2 separate regions of the Mus musculus genome follow, and region 1 is linked to region 2. Evidence: chromatin contacts called from public promoter capture Hi-C data. All regions are on one chromosome and are shown on one strand. The core of a region is the stretch at or near the end of the contact, and the rest is flanking DNA. Distances in the headings are between cores, read along the strand shown.

What was found. Promoter capture Hi-C pulls out the DNA fragments that hold promoters and counts their contacts.
Region 1: a contact with region 2 is called in a promoter capture Hi-C map of liver, with 1.7 times the contacts expected there. The contact joins two enhancer-like sites. A contact is called at or near these places in 7 of 39 promoter capture datasets (the C10 cell line, the HPC-7 cell line, embryonic stem cells and 4 more) and 1 of 115 datasets of contacts at active chromatin or transcription factors (embryonic stem cells).

The regions. Positions count from the first base shown.
Region 1 is chr19:42,687,950-42,691,412 of GRCm38.p6, reverse strand. No RefSeq gene overlaps it. Among named protein-coding and RNA genes, the nearest start is that of Gm25216, 10 kb to the left of the region's middle. Within about 2 kb of position 1,447, at least 29 of the 459 cell types and tissues checked have an H3K27ac peak or open chromatin away from gene starts, as enhancers often do. A contact at or near this core is called in liver, where this site is marked.
Region 2 is chr19:42,459,349-42,462,913 of GRCm38.p6, reverse strand. No RefSeq gene overlaps it. Among named protein-coding and RNA genes, the nearest start is that of Gm41849, 17 kb to the right of the region's middle. Within about 2 kb of position 1,308, at least 12 of the 459 cell types and tissues checked have an H3K27ac peak or open chromatin away from gene starts, as enhancers often do. A contact at or near this core is called in liver, where this site is marked.

The DNA.
Region 1 (3,463 bases), core at 198-2,697, 230 kb before region 2:
ATCTCTAGGGCCAAAGCCCCAAGGTCAGTCTACTCTGTCCTCCTTGGTCCCCTTCCCTGGCATCACTTCCTCCCCTTACTTGTGATATGGAGTTCACGTAGATCCAACAATTTTCTAAAAACCTCTTTTACAGAACTTGCATCTGTCCACAGCTTTTGGACATGGGAAACTAGGAGATTCATACAGGACTGAGTGGTGAATTTGCCTGATAAAAATTAAAGATGAGAGAGAGAGAGAGAAGAAGGAGGAGGAGGAGGAGGAGGAGGAGGAGGAGGAGGAGGAGGAGGAGGAAGAGGAGGAGGAGGAGGGGGAGGAGGAGGAGGAGGAGGAGGAGGAGGAGGAGGAAAGGAAAGGGAAAGGAAAGAGGGAAAGAGAAGAGGGAAAGGGAAGAGGGAAAGGGAAAAAGGGAAAGAGAAAAAGGGAAAGGGAAAAAGGGAAAAAGGGAAAGGGAAAAAGGGAAAGGGAAAAAGGGAAAGGGAAAAGGGAGAAAGGGAAAGAAGGGAGAAAGGGAAAGAAGGGAGAAAGGGAAAGAAGGGAGAAAGGGAAAGAAGGGAGAAAGGGAAAGAAGGGAGAAAGGGAAAGAAGGGAGAAAGGGAAAGGGGGAAAGGGAAAGGGGGAAAGGGAAAGGGGGAAAGGGAAAGGGAAAGGGGAAAGGGAAAGGGGGAAAGGGAAAGGGAAAAGAAAAGAAAAAAGAAAAGAAAAGAAAAGAAAAGAAAAGAAAAGAAAAGAAAAGAAAGCAGAAATTGGTGAGGCTTTATGGAGAACACCCCTCAAGGCCAGGGCTAAAGAGACACTGAGGCAGCACACAGAGTCACAGAACAGTGGAAACCTAAATCCCTGTGACATTTCCAAGCAAAGGGCACCCAGCGCAAACCTAGATACCTGCAATGACATTTGTCACTGCCATTGAGTGACAACCTGCCAGCCAATCTTCAGGCAGCTGTGCCTTCCAGAGCCCTGCCCCTGAGTGTTCCAATGACCTCCACCTGTGGTGACCACTTCTTCTCAAGGCTGTGGGTGACAAATGCAATGGTTACTACCCAGGACTCTGATGCATGAGGAAGAGTTCTTGGCACATAGGAAGCAAATTGAACATTTGAGAAGCTTTGAAAATTATGAAAGACATACCAGCTCAATGTACCAAACTCAACCCACACAGAAACAAGGGCAGTAAAAGCTTTGGGGCCTCTCTTCACCCCTTCCCCAAGAGGCATCCACCATTAAGGGCTTCCAAGATTTCTATGGGCCATCCATACTAACAGGGTGGTGGGTTAGCCCAATCTGGACTCTTAGAAGACTTTAGGAGGGAATGTGAACTGTGAGACATTACGGAAAACAGGAAATGCCCTGGCCAAAGTGCAAAGAAAAGGCAGAGAAACCAATGTGCTGGCAAAGGACACCCAACTCCCGTAGGCAGATCCGCTCTATTTGAGCAGTGGGACCAGTAAATAATTGACAGATGATTCACTGACCCAATGTGTGAGGCCACCTTCCAAGTCACACTCCTTGTGTCCCCAGGTTCCCTGGCAACGATCAGAAAACCAGAAACCTTTAAAAATAGACCCAGCTTCCCCTCACCTGCTGTCTAAACATGTCCCTGGCTGGCAGGGCAGGACAGCCCAGGGAGTAGCCCCCAGACACTCAGGAGACACTGCCTTTGAAATCCCTATTTTTAAACCCTGAACACTTACTAGAAAGTGTCCCACCAGCTTACATGGATATTTATTTCTTGATGAGTTCCAATCTGTGAGTGGAATTTGAAGTGGCTCCGAATTTGGGGAAAGAACCAACCTCCACCACATTTTCAATTGCCCCAGATTTATCCCTGGGGTGCGAGCCTATTTGCAGATTTCTTTTCACTTACCACTTGTGTTTAAATTGCAGTGCCGTCCCTATACATAGCCAGGGAAGCGGCTGACTGAAAATAGCTACTTACAGAAACAGAGCAATTTGGAATAAGCAAAAATAGCCCTTTGCGGTAACTTGAGTGTCTCATTTTCCGTATTGATTTCCGCACCCCCTCGAGTGTGGTTTTCTGGAACTGTGTGTGCGGGCAGGTGACACCGCGCCTTTGTGTATTTCCTGATGGACAACATACAATGCCCCTCTGGTCACGTGTGTCTAGAAAGCCAAAATCATCTAGAAAGCAAATGGGTTCAGTGTGAGCACCTCTAATCTGAAAAGTTTGGAACCAGATTTCTGAATTTTTTTTCTTGGACAGCTTTTGGAATCTTTGCATATATGTGGTGGGATAGCTTGGGGGTGTACCCCAAATCTAAACATCAAATTTGTGTTTCCTATACATGTTATGAACACAATTTGCAAGTAATTTTATGTAGTATTTTAAATGAGCCTGTGTTGTTGACTTCAACACGGTAAATGAGGTCAGGTGTGGAATTTTACGTTTGTGTGTCATATAGGACCTCAAAAAGTTCCAGAACTGGATTATTTAGAAGTTTGGGGTTAGAGACACTCAGCATGTATCACAGTCACATGCTAGCCTGTGGGTATCAGGCATTTCAGGCTTTCAGAAATTAGTGTCAAAACTTCAGAACGGCTGTTTTCAACCAGGCCACACCTCAGACCTTGCCCATGTAATAAAGAAAAGCTGCATATGGCCCTGGCAAGCCCTGTGGCTTTAGAGTCACATATGCCAGCATACTATGGCACATGGGGGTGTCAGAATGCTCAAAATGCACAGTTAGAAACCCCAGGAAGCTAAAGGTCCAGACTAGAGCACTGGGCAAGACCCCAGAGATGACTGCCGGCCCCTGTCACTCCCTGAGAGATGTTTGATAGGCATGTATAGAGGCTATCTTGTGTATACTGTCTTGTGTGTTATATGGATGCATCTCTTGTCAATTAAAAAGCCTTTGGCCTATGGCTTAGGCAGGGAATGGGAGGTGGGACATCCAGGAGGAGAGAGAATTCTGGGATAGAGCCAGTTGCAGGAGATTGGTCTGAGAGGATGTGAGGTGACAGAAGCATGGTACCTGAGCATAGGTAACCAGTCACGTGGCAGAGTGTAGATTAAAATAAATAGGTAATCTTTAGTTATGATCTAGTGAAAGAAAAGCCTAGCTATATGGCCAGGGTGCTTGTAAATATATTTTGAGTCTGAGTTTTATTTCTGAGAGCACGGGGCTGGGAGGAAGAACCAAGCCTAACTTTACAGCCATGGGGGCTGGGGAAGGTTTTTTTTTTTTTTTTTTTTTTTAAAGCCATGCCAATAACAGATAAGATATCAAATCCCAAGTCAAGCCAGACCCAAACTAAGTACATCCTATGTGACTCCATTCATAAAAGTTCCAGAGTGTGCAGTATAGTGTGCCGTGGCAAATATCTGAGGAGTGTTTACGTGAGGGGGGAGGGGTGTGCAAAGGAGGGGGGAGGGGATAAAGTACAGGAGGCATGAGGAACCTTTTGTGGATGATGGATCTGCTCTTTATTGTGACTATGACAA
Region 2 (3,565 bases), core at 59-2,558:
CGTAGTGAAGGGATAAAGAAAACAAAAGACATGGGTGCAAAAAAGGAATGAGATAGGGCCGTCGTCCCCTGACATCCAAACTCCGCCTGTGCACTGACTTCCGGCTGGCTTCCGGCTGGCTCCCAGCTGGCTTCCGGCTGGCTTCTAGCTGGCTTCCAGTTTGCCTGGACTCACAGGACAGAGCAGGCAGGCTCCTGAGGCACAGAATAGAATCACATATGGCTCATGCTAGACTCCCATCCCCAAGGCCGTGTTTCCCAAGGCCTGCTCTTAGCCTAGGAGGGAGCTGAGCTGGTGGAACACAGGCCCCTTCTTGGACACCAGTTTCTTCAGGCAGCCCACTGTGATGCCAGCGCTCCTCCGCAGCCTTGCAGAGCTTGGCAGAGGAGCCAAACGGCTCTCATCTTCCCCGTTCCTCTCGTACACTTGGAGGGCAAACCTGCGGTGCTTCTTCCCCGTTAGACTGAGCCTTCTCAGAGGTGTTTCTTCTACCACAATCCGTGCTCCTTTGATCCCATTTTGTCATGTGCTACCTAGACACGTCAAACTAACACGAGGTGGTGGCAATCAGGGAGGGAGAGGGCAAGGGGAAGATAGAGACCAAAGGCAGCTCTGAAGACTCGGACATCCCTGCTCCGTAAACCCACCATCCCTAGGCCTCTGAAAATTCTCTTCTCTGGTTGGTTTTTATAACTTACTAGTGGAGTTCCTCTTAACTAAACAACTGCAAAACCTCCATTTGTCTGTCGAACCTGAGGGGTGAGAGCGCTCATCCACATCTCCTCACGCTGTGGAGCCTTGATGACAGTAGCCAGGGGGGACCAGAGGCCAGATGTGGTGGTGAGGCAGCCAGCCAGCTCGTGGGAGGCTGAGGAACGCATTAAGGCTGGAGGCCATCTGAGGTAAAGGGAGGGAAGATGGAGCTGGGCCAGCTTGTGTCACCCCCTCCCCTCGCCCCCAGCAGGATTTCAGTGGGGGTGGGGGTGGGTAGGGTGAGTGGTGGGGGATGGGCTAGGGGCATCAAAACCCCCTTCACAAGGTTCAGCAAGATACACCCTAGGCTCATTGACTTCAGTTTCCCTATTGGTTTTGGAGCCAAGTAAGTCATTTCCGGATGTTCTGCAAACATCAGCGCCAATCGATAGCATCGGAATCGTTTCTTTGCCCCATTTGTTTTCAACAGCCTGCCACCAGCGGTCCCCCACGCTGGCTTCCTCCAGCGGCAGCTGTGCTCTTGGGGCTCCCTGTGGGTGTGTGGCAGAGATCCCCAGCCGGGCTGCAATCATAAGTCCAGGCCTTTAATCTCTGGCTCAGAGGGATAAGGCTCTGGGTTCGCCTCCCTGAGCAAATTATAGGCTCTTACTGTGCAAGCACCAGCCAGCCTTCTTCTCCCCGGGCCTGTCTGCTCCGGAGAGGAGCATTTCTGGAATAAACAGGACCCTCCCTCCCTTACAGACATTCCCCGAGACTTTGCAAACCTCAGCAGCTGCAGGCAAGCCAGAAACAAGCTTCCTAGGAACGAAAGACACCACAAGAAGTAAAGGACCATGGTGGCAGGGCTCAGGGTGATGTGGCTCTCGGGTGAAGTTCCGTGATGGTCACAGGTCACTAGACCACCAACGCCTGCAGGCAAGCTCCCAGCTACTGAAGTTTACTCAGCAAATCTTTCTGGGCCTCTGTCACGTGGCCAACACAATGCTTCCCGTCCACACTCTTCCCCAAACTGCCCTTAGTCCCCTGGAGACAGTCAGCTGCTACCACTATTTATCCAAACTGTGGTAGCCCTTGAGCCCTGGGAAGCAGCAGAGTGGATGTAGGACATAGGGAGTGACCATTGACTTGACCATCTACTCTGCTTTCTACCTGCGTTCCTCATACAGACCACACTAGACAGTGGGGTTTTACCAGGGTGGGGATTGTTCTACAAGAAGGATATCTCTCTCTCTCTCTCTCTCTCTCTCTCTCTCTCTCTCTCTCTCTCTCTCTATCTCTCTCTCTCTCGCACACACACACACACACACACACACACACACAGGTCAGAAAGAAAGTGATACATACAAATTGAGTCACTAAGTGAGGGATGAGGACAGAGGCAGGTGCTGTCTCACTAGAGGAGAAGCTGCATGTGGGCAGGCTATCTTGTCCACAGCTGTATCTCAACTTCTAGCTCAGTGCTGGGCACTTTGAAGATTTCTAATCAGTACTTAGCAGACAACTGCCTGCTGTAGGTTGACAGAGAGAGAGAGAGATCTTAAAATTCAGATCAGGGGCTATAGTGTATTATTCATTAAAAACAGAAAGTAATGATGAATGTACTTCTATTTATGGCTGAGTAAGAGTGGTCACGGGAGGAGACACAGGAGGGAAAGTCATCAAGATGGCCAGAAGGAGACAGAATGGGGGAGAACAGAGCACCAGTGTGAGGGACAATCGGCTTCCCCTCCAGACTCTCTGACCCCTCCCTGGGCCCCATCTGCTGTCCCCGCTTGGCTCCTTAACACTGCCAAAAATCTCCCCTCAAAACGACACCATTGGTGTTCTTTCCAGCTTTGAGACCCTTCCAATGATGGAGACGCCATCCTGGAAGGTGGATACGGTCAGTGGGAGGAAGGAGGGTGGTGCATCAGCCAGACTCGCTCCCTGGCCCTTCTAGCTTTGGTTCCATCACTACCCATGCAGTCTTGGCCTCGGTTTCCCCATCTGTAAAGCAAGGAGCTCACAGAATGCCCGCCTGGGACAGTCTTACTTTGAGGGATCTGCCTTTCCATGGAAGCCTGCATCAGTCCTTCCTGCGTGGGTATCCTGGCTCTCTAGAAGCTATACCCCCATAAACCAAACAGGAAGCTCAGAAGTCCCACGTGGGCCTTCCCCAGGGGCAGACGGCCTGACTCGTAGAGTGTGGCCCTTCCATCTAATTCTTTACCCTTCACACTGTGACAGGTGGGCACAGGAAAAAGAAAAACCTTAGAAATAGGGCGCAGATGGCTACCGTTTCCTTTCTTTGCTGCTTTACTTATTATTTTCGTCATTCCCCCGAGTTCACCCTGGTAAGCGATGCAGCTCAGCATAGTTTGTGTGAGTGAGGGCTGGTGCCATGCACCGGATGAGAACAAGGACAGACAAGCACCATGCTGACAGAATGCATCAAGTGGCTGGGAGAAGCTGGCCGTGATTGATTATAGCATTGGGAGCCGGCCAGGGCACCTGGGCAAAGGGGTTGGCAAACAGGTTAGTGTCTTGGCACATCTCCTCCTGAGATTTAGGTCGAGTTCTAGGCTGGAGGACAAAATGTCTCCTGTCAACTCCTCTGAAGGAAAGCTGGGGGGGGGGGGGAGTAGGATGTCTGGGTCTGGGAGACATGGATGGAAAGGTCCTAAATCATCAGCTATAGCGGAGTCAAGGGAAGTGCTCCCCAAGACCCCAGGGCTGGGTGTGCTCACCCAGTAACCATGGTTACATACTTGATTGGGCCATGCCGGATGCAGAGACTTCAGAGCAGGGGGCTTGCTCGTCTGACCCACACAACCTCTGTAAGGAGCTTGGTCACGAGTCTCCACTTTATGGA